Regions from separate parts of the Sus scrofa genome. Here region 2 is linked to region 1. A link is a contact called in public promoter capture Hi-C data. All regions are on one chromosome and are shown on one strand. Each heading gives the region's core, a stretch centred on a gene start, on an enhancer-like site or on the middle of the called end of the contact. The rest is flanking DNA. Distances are from core to core; before and after follow the strand shown. Region 1 holds the start of ARID4A (AT-rich interaction domain 4A). Region 2 holds the start of TIMM9 (mitochondrial import inner membrane translocase subunit Tim9).

Evidence for each region. Promoter capture Hi-C pulls out the DNA fragments that hold promoters and counts their contacts.
Region 2: a promoter capture Hi-C map of liver shows a contact between it and region 1, with 2.7 times the contacts expected there. The contact joins the promoter of TIMM9 here to the promoter of ARID4A in region 1. A contact is called at or near these places in 1 of 5 promoter capture datasets (liver) and 1 of 47 Hi-C or Micro-C datasets (heart right ventricle).

What each region holds. Positions count from the first base shown.
Region 1 is chr1:187,381,157-187,388,736 of Sscrofa11.1, forward strand. It overlaps ARID4A (AT-rich interaction domain 4A), which reads left to right and starts at 4,198. Exons shown (of 24, transcript NM_001244179.1): 1 at 4,198-4,378; 2 at 5,465-5,521. The coding sequence starts at 5,516. LOC102165044 (a long non-coding RNA gene) reads right to left here and starts at 3,860. Exons shown (of 4, transcript XR_301235.3): 1 at 3,632-3,860; 2 at 2,562-2,616; 3 at 902-989.
Region 2 is chr1:187,499,887-187,507,466 of Sscrofa11.1, forward strand. TIMM9 (mitochondrial import inner membrane translocase subunit Tim9) reads right to left here and starts at 4,566. Exons shown (of 6, transcript XR_002347100.1): 1 at 4,552-4,566; 2 at 4,149-4,336; 3 at 1,294-1,385. It overlaps KIAA0586 (protein TALPID3), which reads left to right and starts at 4,808. Exons shown (of 33, transcript XM_021102647.1): 1 at 4,808-4,904; 2 at 5,374-5,663; 3 at 6,547-6,617. The coding sequence starts at 5,465.

The DNA of each region.
Region 1 (7,580 bases), core at 2,948-5,447:
TCCCAGCTTTTAAGGCCTTTTAGATGTTCCTAAATCTATAAAGGACTAGCACCCCATACAATTCTGATATGCAGCTAATTCTAGAAACCTTGACCAACTGGCTTCACAGTTTTCCCAATGTAATTTTTAATCAGTCATCCTCTCCAAATTGGTTTACTCACTGTCCCAAACATAGCTTTTCTTACGTAACTGCATCCTTGCTCACAATCTCCATTCACTTAGAATGACTTCCCTTCTTCTAATTTTACATACTACATACCACTAACCTTGAAAAGCCTTCAATGATGGCTCAACAAATGATGGCTTTTTGTTGGTACTACAACACAATTTGTGTTTTTAAAAACAATTAGAGCTAACTGTGTACTGATCTTTTGACAAATCAATTTTTGTAGGGAGCCATGATTTAACTTTAAAAAGTTCAATTAATCTAAACTGACCAAACCTTTCGAAGTAACTATATTAACTTCCACATATTTAATTACGGTCTTCCCTTTACTGATAGTAAGCTCCTGGAGCACAGGTCCTTGCCAGGAAGGAATGCTACAAAGTAACCTAGATGACTTGAATCCAAATTCTAACATATGCTCTTGTTTGCATCATATATGAAAGAAACTCAGTGTCTATGAATGGTCATAAAATACGCACTGATATCTAGGGCACAAGACAATGTAGAAATAGCAAAGGGTGCTAATAAGCAAATCATTTAACTTTCCAAAAAAATTTAACAAAATCATTAGGAAAGCAGCTACATTCAACAAAACAATGTTCCACTTTTCAACATACAGACATTTACAGAAATAACTTCACAGTGGAACAAATCCTATCATTTTTCAAAAGCAAACATATAATAGTAACATGGCCAATCTTGATTACTAATGAATAGTTAAGTAAAACTGCATACCAGAAATAGAATTTTCAACAGATAGCTGATCCAGGTCTTTTAAAATCTGGAACACTTTCCTTCATGTTTCCTCGAAATAAGGCTTACTCTAGAAGACAAAGACTTTTCTTACTTTTGAGTTTTTTACATAACCCACACACTCAGAACAGACTGTTTTGCTTCACTTCTTTTTTTTTCTTTTTAGGGCTGCATTTGCAGCATATAGAAGTTCCCAGGCTAGGGGTCGAATCCAAGTTGCAGCTGCTGGCCTACACCACAGCAACAGCAATGGTGGATCTGAACCTTGTCTGTGACCTACACCATAGCTCATGGCAACACCAGATCCTTAACCCACTAAGCAAGGCCAGGGACTGAACCCGCATCCTCATGGATAGTAGTCAGGTGTGTTTCCACTGCACCACAACAAGAACTCCTGTTTTGCTTCACCTCTGAACATTTTTCCTGATGAAATCTCTAGATGACAAGTATTTTACCTTGAGTTTAAAAAAACAAAACCATGAAAGTGTTTACAGTGATGCTGGGTGATTAAAAATCTAGAACTAGGAACCACAAATGGGTAAAAAAAACTCAGAGATGTTCTAATTTTGAGATTTGTCTAAAATATCATGTCAGGAAGCTAACTGCCTCATTTGAACCCTTTACCGAATAAATAAAACATTCTTCTTTCAAAACAGCTTTCTTCATAAAAACATTCACTAAAAATTTTAATATTGTACAATCACTATTCTACTAGTTTGGGCTCAAACACATTACAAAGCACAATTCTATTAAAATTAATTCTCTTTCATTTATTCCTAAGACATGATCTTTTTTTTTTTTTTTAATTCATGGCTGCACCCACAGCATATGGAACGGAGAGTTCGTGGTTAACGAATCCGACTAGGAACCATGAGGTTGCGGGTTCGGTCCCTGCCCTTGCTCAGTGGGTTAACGATCCGGCATTGCCGCGAGCTGTGGTGTAGGATGCAGACGCCGCTCGGATCCAGCGTTGCTGTGGCTCTGGCGTAGGATGGGGGCTACAGTTCCAATTTGACCCCTAGCCTGGGAACCTCCATATGCCACGGGAGCGGCCCAAAGAAATAGCAAAAAGACAAAAAAAAAAAAAAAAAAAGATAAACATACAGTATACACCTTTTGGTGGCAGCAATACAAGAAATTTTTTTTTTCTTCTTTTGGCTTTTTGGGAATTTCCAAATGCCCAGTAACATGTGTTATTTGGATCAGATAATAACAGTCTTAAGTTAGGTAGTGGAATTATAGGTGATTACCCCCAGGGGAAGTTGAGCAGTTTTATATGTTTTATAATTTCTTTACCAAAAAAAAAAAAAAAATCACTTCTCAACTCTTACTGAAATATCTTTTCTATATGCCAAAATTTTAAATATGGAGGAAAAAAATCATGAAAATGTTCACACTGTTTCTTGATAAAAATATGAAGCACTTAAAAAATCCAGAAATGGGAAAGGCATAATTGAGTAAACAGACTCATAAGTATGTCCTAATCTGGGGACTTCATTCTAAAGTATCACATCAGGAAGCTAGTTATACAGACTTATTTGAACCTTTGACCAAACAAACACTTTTCAACTACCATTTTTTCATTTTGCTATTTATGGTTCTACTTACTGGTCCACAGAAAAACTTTTTCAGGCAGGCTCACCTCAGTAATACTTTCGGGTATTTGTCACTGAACTGTCCTGTTTTCTTCTGACCAACTGCCAAAAAAAAAATCTCAATAAATTATTAAATCATTCAATCATTTTCTAGTCTGGAGCCCCATGAATAAGAGGGTTCAAATCAAGAATATTATGAAGATAATTTTATGCAGTTATTTAGATCAGTGTGACAAGGTCATTCGATAGAAAAACTAACATGCATTTATTTTAACTAAGAAATTACTTTTCTAGTAATTCTAAGAAAAGGCACTATTGTGAATGAAAAATTGACTCAATTAAGATATTCTCCTAACGAGTAAATGTAGTCAATGTGGACTACCATTGATTTTTACATATTTAATTATTTCATTCTTTAACTCAACTTGCTAATTAATACTTTATTTCCACAATTTCAAATGTAATTTTGTTCTATTGAAAACAACACAAGATCACAACAAGCTCAACGGCTGCCTTGAACAAAGTCCTACCGGGGAGGACCTTTCCTCTAAGGAGTGATGATAAGGGTTAGGTCAGGAGTTTTCAGTCCCTGTATTTCCTCCCCCAAAGTAGTATAAGGCTCCAGAAGGGTGGCACAGCTGCACGTCTAAAGTAGCAGGGCTGCTGCCAAGAGAATTCCTCAGCGCCCCAAACCCAGTTTCCTTATTGCCTCATCGCGGGAGGAGCACGCGGAAACACCTCTCCCCAGGTAGGGAGGGTCTAAGAACCTTACCTTCCCCGTCTTCCTGAAAAAGGAGCCTATAACTGGTGACACTCGATCACAGAGTATGACAAGCTGCCGAAACCCACTTCCAAAGAAGGGAAGTACTGCTCCCAGAGAAGAGGAGCCCAAAGGATCGGCCAGGAAAAAAAGACCAGCTCGTCTCCTCCGCCTCTTTCTCTTTGGCAGCGGGAGAGGAAGCCTCGCCCCCTCTCAACCCGCCTCCCGGCTCCCCTCCCCGCCGCAGGGAGAACATACCCGGCCATGGCTGCCGCGCGGCCCCCTCACTTCCGGTGCCGGTGCCTCCAATGCTGCGCCATCCCCCAGCCCACCGGACAACCACAGCTTCGAACTGACCTTTCCGGCAGATCGCGACTCTTCCAACGTTCACTAGGTTTTGTCCTGGAGAGAACGGTGGATGGGTGCCGCAGAAAAACGAATCTACAGACTAAAGAATCCGCTCTCGTCTGGCCAGAAACATAAAAAGCGATAGAGCTGCAGCCACCGCTGCCCAGACAAAATGGCGCCGACAAGCTGGTTCGGCGCAGGCGTCTTGGAAAGACCTGCCCCGCCCCCGTGCAAGTCCTGGGCGCAGCGCCGGGTTCGGTTTCCATGGGACACCCCACCGCCAATCCTCGTGCCGAACTGCTCTTCCTGACCCCCCCAATTGACCAATCAGTGCTCAGTCAAGCACATCCGGAGTCCTCTTTACCAATCATTTCTCAGGATTTACTAACTCAATACCTGATTCTCCAGTAACGTTAGTCTTCGGAGACAGCCAATCATAAGTGGAAGATGTCCTACCTGCTATTTTTCGCACCAATCCGGGAAGTTTCAGAGCTACATCCAATGAGGACGGCAGGTAGCGAGCTCCAATCCGAAACTCTTCGGCGTCATGAGCAGCCAATAGGAGTTCGTGTAGAAGCGAGACTGCTCAACAGCTTGTTATTTGGTGGATTGTGGCAGTAAATCGGGCGAGTAGGGAACCGGGCGCAGGAACTGCCGCGGCGGCCGAGAGTGGTGCTGCCCGGACGGGGGCCCACGGGGGTCAGTGGGGCGGAGGACTCGGGAGCTGACAGCGCCCACTTCACCCTCAGTTGGTAGGTGGGGAGAAGGGAAGCGGGCGATACTGAATGGACGAAGCGGTACTAGCAGCTGGTGCTGCTGCCCGGGGTCCCGGTACAGTTGGAAGCTTTGGAGGTGGGGAGGGGGATGCTTGGCAAGCGGGGCGACAAGCGCAGGAGAAGGGGCAGTTCGTGGAGCAGCGGCAGCAACTGCAGGAACAGCCGCTGCAGCTGCCTCCCCGGCCGCTTCCCCGGGTTCCCCGGGAAAATGGCTGTGGGGCTGGCCGCGCCGCTAAGTTTGCTTCCGCGCGGCGAGAAGCTGGCTGCTTGGGGGAGCCGGCCTCTAACTCCGCGGCGCGTCCTCCCCCCTGGAGTCCGTGGCAGGACCCGAGGGGCTGGGGGCTGGTACCGCTCTGGGCTGTACAAAAAGTTGAGGCGGGCGCGGGGAGGAGGCGGCGGCTGCTGCCGTTCGGCTCCCCTCCCCTCCCACACCCTGTCCGGGCCACCTCCCCTCCTCCTCTCCGCCCCCCCAGCCCCCTCCCCCTCGCGGGTCTTCCCTTCCTCGCGCGCCTCCAAGCTGAAGGCCGCGGCCCCTGCCCCTTGGGGTGAAGAAGCGCTTCTCCTTCCTGACATGGTGCAGAGCGGAGGAAGGAGAGCAATGGCGCCGTGACACTCCGCTGCCGCCACCGCGGGCCCGGGGCGGGCCGAGGGGGCCGAGCTGCGGAGGCGGGGCGCGGGCCGAAGTCGGGGTATCCGGGGGCGGCCGGGAGGAGGCTCGGCGACCGCGCCTGCAGGGGACCTGGGGAAGCCCCAACGGCGCCCTGCCCTTCTCCGGAGCGTGCCGTCCTGGGGCTCTGAGTTGAGCATTCCGGGTCAAAGTGGCGAGCGAGGCGGGGGCGCGGTGGGCCGCTGGCGAACTCTGAGGCGGAACCGCTGCCCTTTGGCGCCCGTGGGGTTCTCGCCGCCCCTCCGGCTCCTGCGTCCTGGCTGCCCTCGGAGGGGCTCTTTCGCCCTCCCTGGTGAGGGTTCTGCCCCTCCCCGCAGGCGTTTGTTTACTTTCTTTCCCCGAGTCGCTCCCCTCTGTTGACTGATTCTGTGCTCGTCTTTCCCCTCCCCTTGGTTCCAGCGGTAGAGAAGATAGCTCGTTGAGCTGGAACCCCACAGATCACCAGTAAAAATGAAGGTAAGTGGAGTCGACGCTGCTCGGAACCTCGTGCCCTGGACACTGCCTGTCGTGAGGCTAGAGCTGTGGAATGTCATTTTTCTTTTCTTTATTTTTTTCTACTCAAAATTGATTACTAAGCTGCGCTTTCTGAAAATGAAGACATGTTGAATTGGGTGAGAAATGATCATTGTGTCTAAATGCGGTCAGTTCGTCCCCTCTCCGAAGCAGTTAGCACTTTGGAAAGGCTGGTGCAGCCTTTCCATTGTTGTCCATTGGGCTAGTATTTTTAAACACTTCCTGTGTTGGCAGCAACCTTTGCAGAAGTAAAGCTTCTGTCCTGCTTTGGTTGTTTGGGGGATTTTTTGAAATTTGTTTTTTTCTTCTCCAGTGCCAATGCGATTTTCTAAGGATGGAACATGTGGATTGTGTCAGGGAGATAGCATTTCTTCTGGGGATAAGGTGAAATTCCGTGGCTAAAATATTTGAAAATGAACTAATACTAAGTATTATTATATATTATAATTATTATAATTACTAATACTTAATTTTAGTTCAGTCTTTATAGTATTTAAACATATTCAAACTAAAATAAAAGTCTTCAGAAGACAATTAATATTGGAAATAATATTGCAAACATCATATGTGATGTTTAAAGGTAAAGAAGTTATAGCATCCTGCAATTCTGTGGCCTTGAATGTTTCGGTCATCTACTTATTTGCCAAAAGTATTTCTCTTTAATTTGCCCTAGTTGTAAATGCACTAACTTTAAAAGATACTTTATTCCTTACTCATTAACTTTCAGTGTATTAAGCTCTGAAACAGTATTTTCCCAAACTTTTTCTTGTGTTCTTTTCTCCTTGAAGGAGATGTATCTCTTTGACACATGTATCTTCTTTAATGTTAGTTGAGAAAACTTACTGGAAAATGAAAAATCATTTTCTACTTAAAAATATTTCTCTATAGACTTTCACGTTTGTACTTAGAAGTGTTGAATTGAGCTTGAGTACATGTAACTTTTAAAAAAAATGACAGATTGAGATAGCAATCATTTTGTTACTGTCAAGATTAAAATGAATGGTGGAGTGAAATTTCTCACACCTTTCAGTGTATCATTCTGATCATGACCATTTGCTAAAAATAGACATTTCTTTGTGAAGCTTTTTTTTTTTTTTTAAATACCAAGATTAGTGTGATGAATCTTGTAGGTACAGCTACAAGTCTTGAGGCATCAGTTCATATCTTAACCCTTTAAAATGTAGCTTTTAGCCAGTGATTTTTCTAAATTATGCTCTGCTTATCAAAAGGGTTGTCTTCGTTTCCTAGCCATACATTTATTGTGTATCCAAAAAGATGTTGCCTTTATGTAGCTATAATAACACTTAATCATGATGTATTGTTAGTGTTAATTGGAATAGCAGTATTTCTTTTCATTTGAAAACAAAATTTTCAGGAGTCCATTGACTGAATAACTTAAAGTTTTATGAGACACTTACTATGAATATACCTTTTCTGGATTTTTAAATTTTTTTGGATTTTTAATTTAAAATTTTTTGGATTTTTTTTTGGAGTTCTCATCATGGCTCAGTAGTTAATGAATCCGACTAGGAACCATGAGGTTCTGGGTTCGATCCCTGACCTTGCTCAGTGGGTTAAGGATCCGGCATTGCCATGAGCTGTGGTGTAGGTTGCAGACGCAGCTCAGATCCCGCGTTGCTGTGGCTCTGGTGTAGGCAGGCAGCAACAGCTCCAAATTTTTAGACCCCTAGCCTGGGAACCTCCATATGCCGCTGGTGAGGTCCTAGAAAGGGCAAAAAGACAAAAAAAATTTTTTGGATTTTTAAGTTAAAATTTCTTAAAATCTGTCTGTTATAGAATTGTTGACTCATTTTGTACCTGGAGGGAAAAAAATTATATATTCCTACTGATACTTTCTAGTTACAATTTCAAATGTTTTATGTTATGAGGATATAGTTTATAAAGCAAAGGATTGCTAATAAAGTGTTTGCTTTAGGGTTTTTTTTTTTTTTTCAAATTATCAATGACATTAATAAGCAAATAATGTTCTTATTACTTGAAG
Region 2 (7,580 bases), core at 3,316-5,815, 120 kb after region 1:
GTGCCCTAAGTGCGGCCCCAAAAAGCAAAAAAGAAGAGGCATCTAGGTGAAGGTACAAAAGGTTAGCCAAAGACCCTGAGTCTTCTGAATTGCTAAGCTGTACTTGCTGTACAAGAGAACATGCAACAAACTGGATTTTTTACAAGTCTCACCAAAAAAGAAAGACCTAATTTCCTTTGGTACAAAACCTTAGAAATTTACATGTTTGATAGTTATAATGCCAAATTAGTTTCTTTTTCCTATTCCTATCCTGGTATTTCTTCAGGTTAAAATTCACATAAAGTAAGAATTCACAAATATGACTTTTTAAAGCAGAAGTCAGAGAGGCAGGAAGTATGAAATCTTTAAATGTTTAAGTTTCAGAGACTTGTAACACCGTGCTGACTCTAGGTCACTTCTCCCTTGGTATACAACTCAGAATGACCAAGGATAACTGTTAAGTCTTTGACAGGATATGGATGAAGAGCACCCCCAAATGTCTGAATGAATTTTCTTGGAACTCACTTTAAATACATAGTCCTTAACAACATATTTCCTCATGAAGTTTATCATAAGAGTAATATAATCTATTTCTTGAGAATTTGGAAAATAAAAAGAAGTAATTTTACTACTCAAAGTCCACTGTATTAACAGTATGATTTCCTTTTCTCTACAGTCATCATTCAGTTAGATTATTTTTTTCAAATATCTTCCCAGACCCCTAACTGAATTCAAGAGCTAGGAGTCAGCAGTTTTCTTAAGTCTGTCTATATCTCCAAAGCTCTTCTCATTAGCCACCAATATCAAGATCATGGTATACTTAATTGTAGGCAGTCATTCCTAGAAAATATTGAAGATGACTGGATAAGTGATTTTCAAATTTACTTGCTAGTTTGGGTCTTCTAAGTCTTCCAGCATTCTATTTTGCAGTTATTTAATCATTAGTTATGCTGACTAACAAACTACCGGATAGTAAGAACAGGAAGAAGCAATGTGACTGCCCTTTTATTTGATCCTAATTTCCACATATTACAAACAAATGTTTGTTATTACAGAGGCAAATATCCAATCGGGGGATACCTTCTGGTTATATTTCTGAAACCTGGAGAGGGAGGCATGAGATAGAGAGTTTTGGAATCTCTGTTTTGAGTCTTAAAAATGATTACAGCAATGCTAGGTAATTTTTGCATCAGACACAATCTTTCATAAAACCAGGGAACTTAAGAGTAAAGAGATAAACCAGCTGTAATGGAAAAAAATAAAAATCATCATAAAAAAAAGAGTAAGCAGAGATGTTAGTCATCAAACTCAAACCTTTTCTGATGCATGAGTTTCCTTTCTGTTCTGGAAAAGTAGTTGTCGAACCTTTGCTTCAGTGTTTTTTCCAGTGAGGCCCGATTTCTTACCTGAAAAATGTGGGGATTATAATATGACTGCTAAGACCCCTTAAAGTTTATTTGAGGAAATCTAAACCTCTGCTGGCCAAATCATGTTTTGAAAACCTCTTTTCAATAAGTGAAATTAGTTCCTTCAGTCTATTCTGAGGTTACAATTCTGTGGCATGTGTTGCTTATGTATTAAAAATACTTCATAACTTAATATCCTTATCTTTCTAGGTAATGTGCCTATGTTTTGGTGAACACTCAAGGACAAACAATTCTCAGAAATATCTGAGCATTAAAAAAATTTTAAACTAATCAGGATGTGATGGGGCGGGGGCGGGGGGGGGTGTCAGAGAATACCCTCCATTTTTTAGAATCATACAGATTTGTACCAGATCTGGAGCCAAATTTCTAATTCTGTTCAGATTTAGTTTTCAAGAATTGATTCTTCTGATGTCTTTGGCCACCAAAATTGATTCTGATTTTAGCATGACTAGTACTGGTAATTGGTAATCTTGTGATTCAGGCAAGGGTCATGAATGGATGATAAATCTACTGGGTCATAGGTTGTTGGGGAACAGGATATATCCATTGTCTCAAAGCACTGAACACAGGTTATTTATTGCAAAAAGATCTCTTTACATTGGGAAGATCTGTCAGTCACCACCTTAACCGAAGTGGTACCACCTATGTGGTATTCTTGCCAAAAATGTTTGATGTGACTCTGATCATGAGGGAATAATTAGGAACATCCACATTGTGGGGCAATTTGTACAATAACTAGACTGGTCTTTTCTAAAAACTGAAGTCATAAAGAAAACAGTGGAGTTCCCTTCATGGCTCAGAAGCTAACGAACCTGACTAGCATCCATGAGGATGCAGGTTTGATCCCTGGCCTCGCTCAGTGGGTTAAGGACCGGCATTGCCATGAGCTGTGGTGTAGGTCACAGATTCGGCTCAAATCCCGTGTGTTGCTGTGGCTGTGGCGTAGACCGGCAGCTGTAGCTCTGATTTGACCCCTAGCCTGGGAACCTCCATATGCCTTGGGTGTGGCCCTAAAAAGCCAGAAAAAAAAAAAAAAAAAAAAACAACAACCCAGATAAAGGCTATTCTAGATTACAAGACTAAAAATTATGATAACATAGTTGTTGAAGTTTGATTGGATTATGAATCAAAACATTTTTGAGTTAAAATTAAAGACATTTTTGGGATAAGTGAAGAAATATGAATATGTTATCTACTTAGGTGTGATAAGTCACACTGTGGCTATGTAATAGTATATACTTAAGGAGATACATGCTGAAGAAATTAGTGTTGAAGGTGATGTCTGCAACTTGTAAATGGTTCAGCAAAAAAACCTCCAACTGTTTGTCTATTTATGTATATATAGAGACATGAGAGTGGGAAAGAGAAAGCAAACAAGTAAAAATGTTAACAAAAGAGAGATGAAACAATCTTGTGAACCATGTTTTTTGTTCTAGGGCTATTTGTTCTTTGTTAGGTCAGATGTCTAAACTGATCTGAACTAATTTGTCAGATTGATGTAGAACATCGCATGTCCCTTTACTTTTTAATTATTTATGTATTTGTTTTTGGCCACATGAGCGGCATGTGGAAATTCCTGGGCCAGGGATCAAACCTGTGCCACAGAAGTGACTCATGACACAGCAGTGCATGTCCTTTTACTTTAGGTTATTTGCAGCAGGTTTAGGAAATTGTGCATGATTTAACTGGCAACCCTAATTCATCTTACTATTAATCAGAGCAAAAAAAATTTTTGAAGGATTACCACATACTACCCTCTGGTTTAAAGAATGGCTTCAAGGACAAAGGATGGGACTATGGGCACTGGACTAGATCCTCAAGGCCTAAAGGATGAGCCTATGAGCACTGGACTAGATGGGGGCAAGACTACTTGGGTTTAAACCCCTGCTCTTATATTAAGAGGTTTTAAGATCCAGATCAACTCATTTATTCAAGTCATCTTAATGAGTTTCTACACCTATGAGCACACTTTAGAGAAGGGAAAGATAACTTTATTTCACACCCAAGTTTCATCTAGAGAATAAGGGAGATAAATCATCTCCAAAGTCTCTTACAACTGACACTATCATTTTCCTTTTAATACATGTAAATTATAAAACAAGCTGTGAACAAATAGGTACCACCTGAAAGCCTGATAATGAAGGAAATGTAACTGAAATTAATTACAGAAACTCATTAAGATTTAAAGGGTTCTCCAAGGCTGAGCCCTTAAGGTCCCTTTTAATTCTAAGACTACTTTTTTCAAAGTAGGCAGCTGAGATCTAAGAATAAAATTTGTTACTTAACTTTTCATCAGATTACATTTTTTGATTAGTCTTTTAAAAAGCCTTTAGTAATGCATAAAAGGAAACGTTTAAGTAATGCATCCTCAAAAATTAGCAGATGAGATGAGGTGTGTTGGCCCTGGTATTCTGTCTAGAGAGAATTTTTTTTTCGGCTCAAGGTCACGGCTTACAGACTAATTCACTATCCCAAGACAAGACCACCCGACTCCCCAAACTCGGGTTGAAGGTGGCTCAGGGCCTTGAATTCCGACCCTAGCCCCAGTGACGCTGGATTTGGAGGCAGGTCCCACACCCGCTCAGGAGATGCACTGCCAGGCTCAGCAGCACCCCCCCTCCCCCAAGGTCCCAAGTACACGCGGCGGCCTCCTTCAGAGACCCTGTCGCCTTTCCGGAGCATAGCCTGCCGCCCCCCCGCCTGGGAACCCGGGACTCTGTGGGCAGAGAAAAGAGACCATACTTGAGCACAGGCTCTCGCACACGACACCAGAACGAGGCTGGGGGGTTGCGCTGCCAGTCGAGTCTGGGGGCGGAGGGTCGGGGTCAGGGCGGGCGCCGCAGCCGCTGGATGAAAGAGAACACGTGGGAATGGCGATGTCAAATAACTCTTATACCTTTCGTCGCTGATTCGTTATAATGCCGGAAACGCTAGAGGGAAAAGCCGATATCATAAGTGAATTTTAAAATCTCCTGAGAATTGATTTTTTTGATTGCTTAGACAAATTCTCAATTTCTGACTTTCTCGCCAATATTAACACGAATCTGTCGAAGTTCTTTATAAAACTAATTTACTTAATCCCGCTCTCTAACGGTCTCCTGGAGCTACACTGTAAACTGTCCCTAATAAACGAGAGTGATATTACTTAGCTAGGTCCGGAGCTCTGCGGGTTTCGGATGACTCTTTCTCTTGGGTGTTATTCAGTGTTTAAGTCTTGTGGGGCGGTGTGCTGCTTTTAATAAAACAAAACAAATTCATACCCGCTTTAAGCCTTTTATGTTGGGAGTTTGTTTCCACCCGGAGAGGGACGGATGAGCACCGGAGCGCGTTTAGCCTTTTGGTTGGATGTTTTGGACGGTTTTTTTAAAGGCGCGCAGGCGTGTTGTGTCTCAAGGGCGGGTTTAAAGGGAGGTGGGTGTTGACCCGCGGGCAACTGCAGCTCTCGTCAGAATGGACCTGTGGCCCCGCAGTTGCTGAGCGTTCGGGAGACGCAGAGGGGTGAATTTAGGTGTCTGTTGGTTGCTTCTGGAGGGGTGTGTAAGACTCTTTTGCTGAAGAAAGCTATTAAGCTTCTTATGTGGGTTATTTTGGAAAAAATAGCATTTCAGTTTTACCTGCTTGACTCCCACTTATCACATTTTAACTCCGCCTACACGTCTCTCGGTTTGCACCTTTGGGAGTGGTCTGTGTTGTTCTTATTGCTTATGCGGCCATTCTCTTGTCATCCTCACTTAGATTCATTTGGCATGGTGCATTGATAGACTGAGTGCGATTAATGGGTAAATATGTTCTAGTCATCTCTAATCCAGGATTAAATACCAAATTGAAATTTCTAGCTTTGTAGATTGTCTGTTTAGACATTGTTTTGTTTAAAAGTTGATGATTGCATGTTTCAAAATCCCTTGAAATTCACATTTTTCATCCTATTCTCTCCCTCATTTCTTCTCCCCTACCCTTGACCCCCAAGCCCTGAAAGCAGTGAAAAGTTTGTTCTGAAGTTTTATGGACCCAGAAGAAAATCTGTTCGGAACTGTGAAACTAGTTTTGTAACAAGTAACATGAAAGGCTCTGAGTTTAGCCTGGAAAAGAAAAAAAAGGTGAAAATACCAGCGAGGAGACTTCGTGAGGTAGTTTCTTCAAGTCAAGGAGATAATTTGGCTTTGCTGAAAGATAAGTTGTCCTGTGTTCCTCCAGTATTATCTGCAAATAAATGTCTTCCTGTTAGAACAGGGAAGAGCTCGAATGGAACCTTACCTGGTATGTGATTCTAAATAGTTTTCAACTTTTGTATCTCTTTAGTCTTTATTTTCATTTCGTTGTTTTGTATTTCAAAATTCAGAGGGTTTTTAATGTTTAAATTCTTAAACATAAGATCGGTCTAGTTTGTACAGTGGTTTGAAAAGTGACCCCTTTCCCTGGGAAAATGACAGGCACAGACAGTCTACCTAGAATAATATTGAATAGACGGGATGAATAAAACATTTTGTATTTTTTCTCCACTTTTTTTTTGCACACTGTTCTTGTTCACATCTGTGGTGAACACACTTAGAGTGATGTGCTTACTTTTCACCAATAGGGCTTACTTTTTCCCTTCTGTTTGGATCATGATATCAAGTTTAGCAGAGCAGAAAAGCACAATTTCTGCTTTTTGATGGCTTCCATGTTCCAATTCACTTAACTTGTCTGGAGCTTGCTGAAGGTGAAGATATCTTTTGCTTTACTGGTAATCAAATCAATGTATGTGCAAAACCAAAAAATAAAAATGCAGCTTTTATAATGCTGCTTTTTGGAGGTACAGCATGACATAAGCCTGCCGTTAAATCAGACTTTTATATTATGTGCATGTTTTATTCCTGGCAAATGATTGTACCCATAGTTTGTCCAAATCCAATAGTGTAATGATCTATCTTATACCATTTTATACTTATCTCACTTGTCAGTTCTGCCCTATTTTCCAGAATATTGATGTAAAAACAAACCTTAAAGATATATTAATGTACATTTTAAGATTTTTGCATGAAAAATGGCTTCTAGTTTAAGTCTTGCATGAAGTTTATAGTTCTTGAATCATGCCTGTACAGCTTCTAACAGTAATATTCTGATTTAAAAATCACTAAAATTGATTCCTTTATTTTATTAGGTTCATCAGACTTAACTTCTGTCAGAAATTGTCAGCAGCCTCCATTAGAAAATTCCACTGTGTCAGAAAATGTAAGCAAAATAATTCCTTTTTTTTTTTTTTTTTTTTTTTTTTTTTTTGTCTTTTTGCCTTTTCTAGGGCCACTCTGGCGGCATATGGATGTTCCCAGGCTAGGGGTCTAATTGGAACTGTAGCCACCGGCCTACACCAGAGCTACAACAATGCAGGATCTGAGCTGTGTCTGCAACCTACACCACAGCTCACGGCAGCGCCGGATCCTTAACCCACTCAGCAAGGGCAGGGACCGAACCCGCAACCTCATGGTTCCTAGTCAGATTCGTCAACCACTGAGCCATGACGGGAACTCCCAGCAAAATTATGTTAAAATTTTAAGTATTGTCAAAAATTTTTTTAAAAACTTTGTTTCATTAGCCACAGGCCTTGTTTTTATTTTAATTTCACTTACCAAAGAAATGTTTTTACATACTGTTAGGTAAAGGTAAAGGAATTGTAACAAAATAATTTTTAAAAAGTCAGGTGTGAAAAATATATTATTTAGACTATTCTGAAGTCTTTTGTGTGTGTTGTGTTTTTGGTTTTTTTTTTTTTTTTTTTTTTTTGCTTTTTAGAGCTGCATCCATGGCATATGGAAGTTTTCAGGCTAGGGGTTGAATCGGAGCTGCAGCTGCCAGCCTACACCACAGCCATAGCAATGCTGGATCTGAGCCAAGTCTGCAGCCTACACCAAAGCTCATGGTAACGCCAGATCCTTAATCCGCTGAGTGAGGCTAGGGATTGAATTTGCATCCTTTTGGATGCTAGTTGGGTTCTTTACTACTGAGTCACAATGAGAATTCCTTTTTTTTTTTTTTTTTTTTTTTTGATGACCACATCCGTGGCTTATGGAAGTTCCTGGGCCAGGGATTGAATCCGAAACACAGTTGCAACTTACATGTCAGCTGTGGCAACACCAGATCCTTACTCTATTGGGCCAGGCTGGGGATTGAACCCAAGTCCTCATGGATACTATTTGG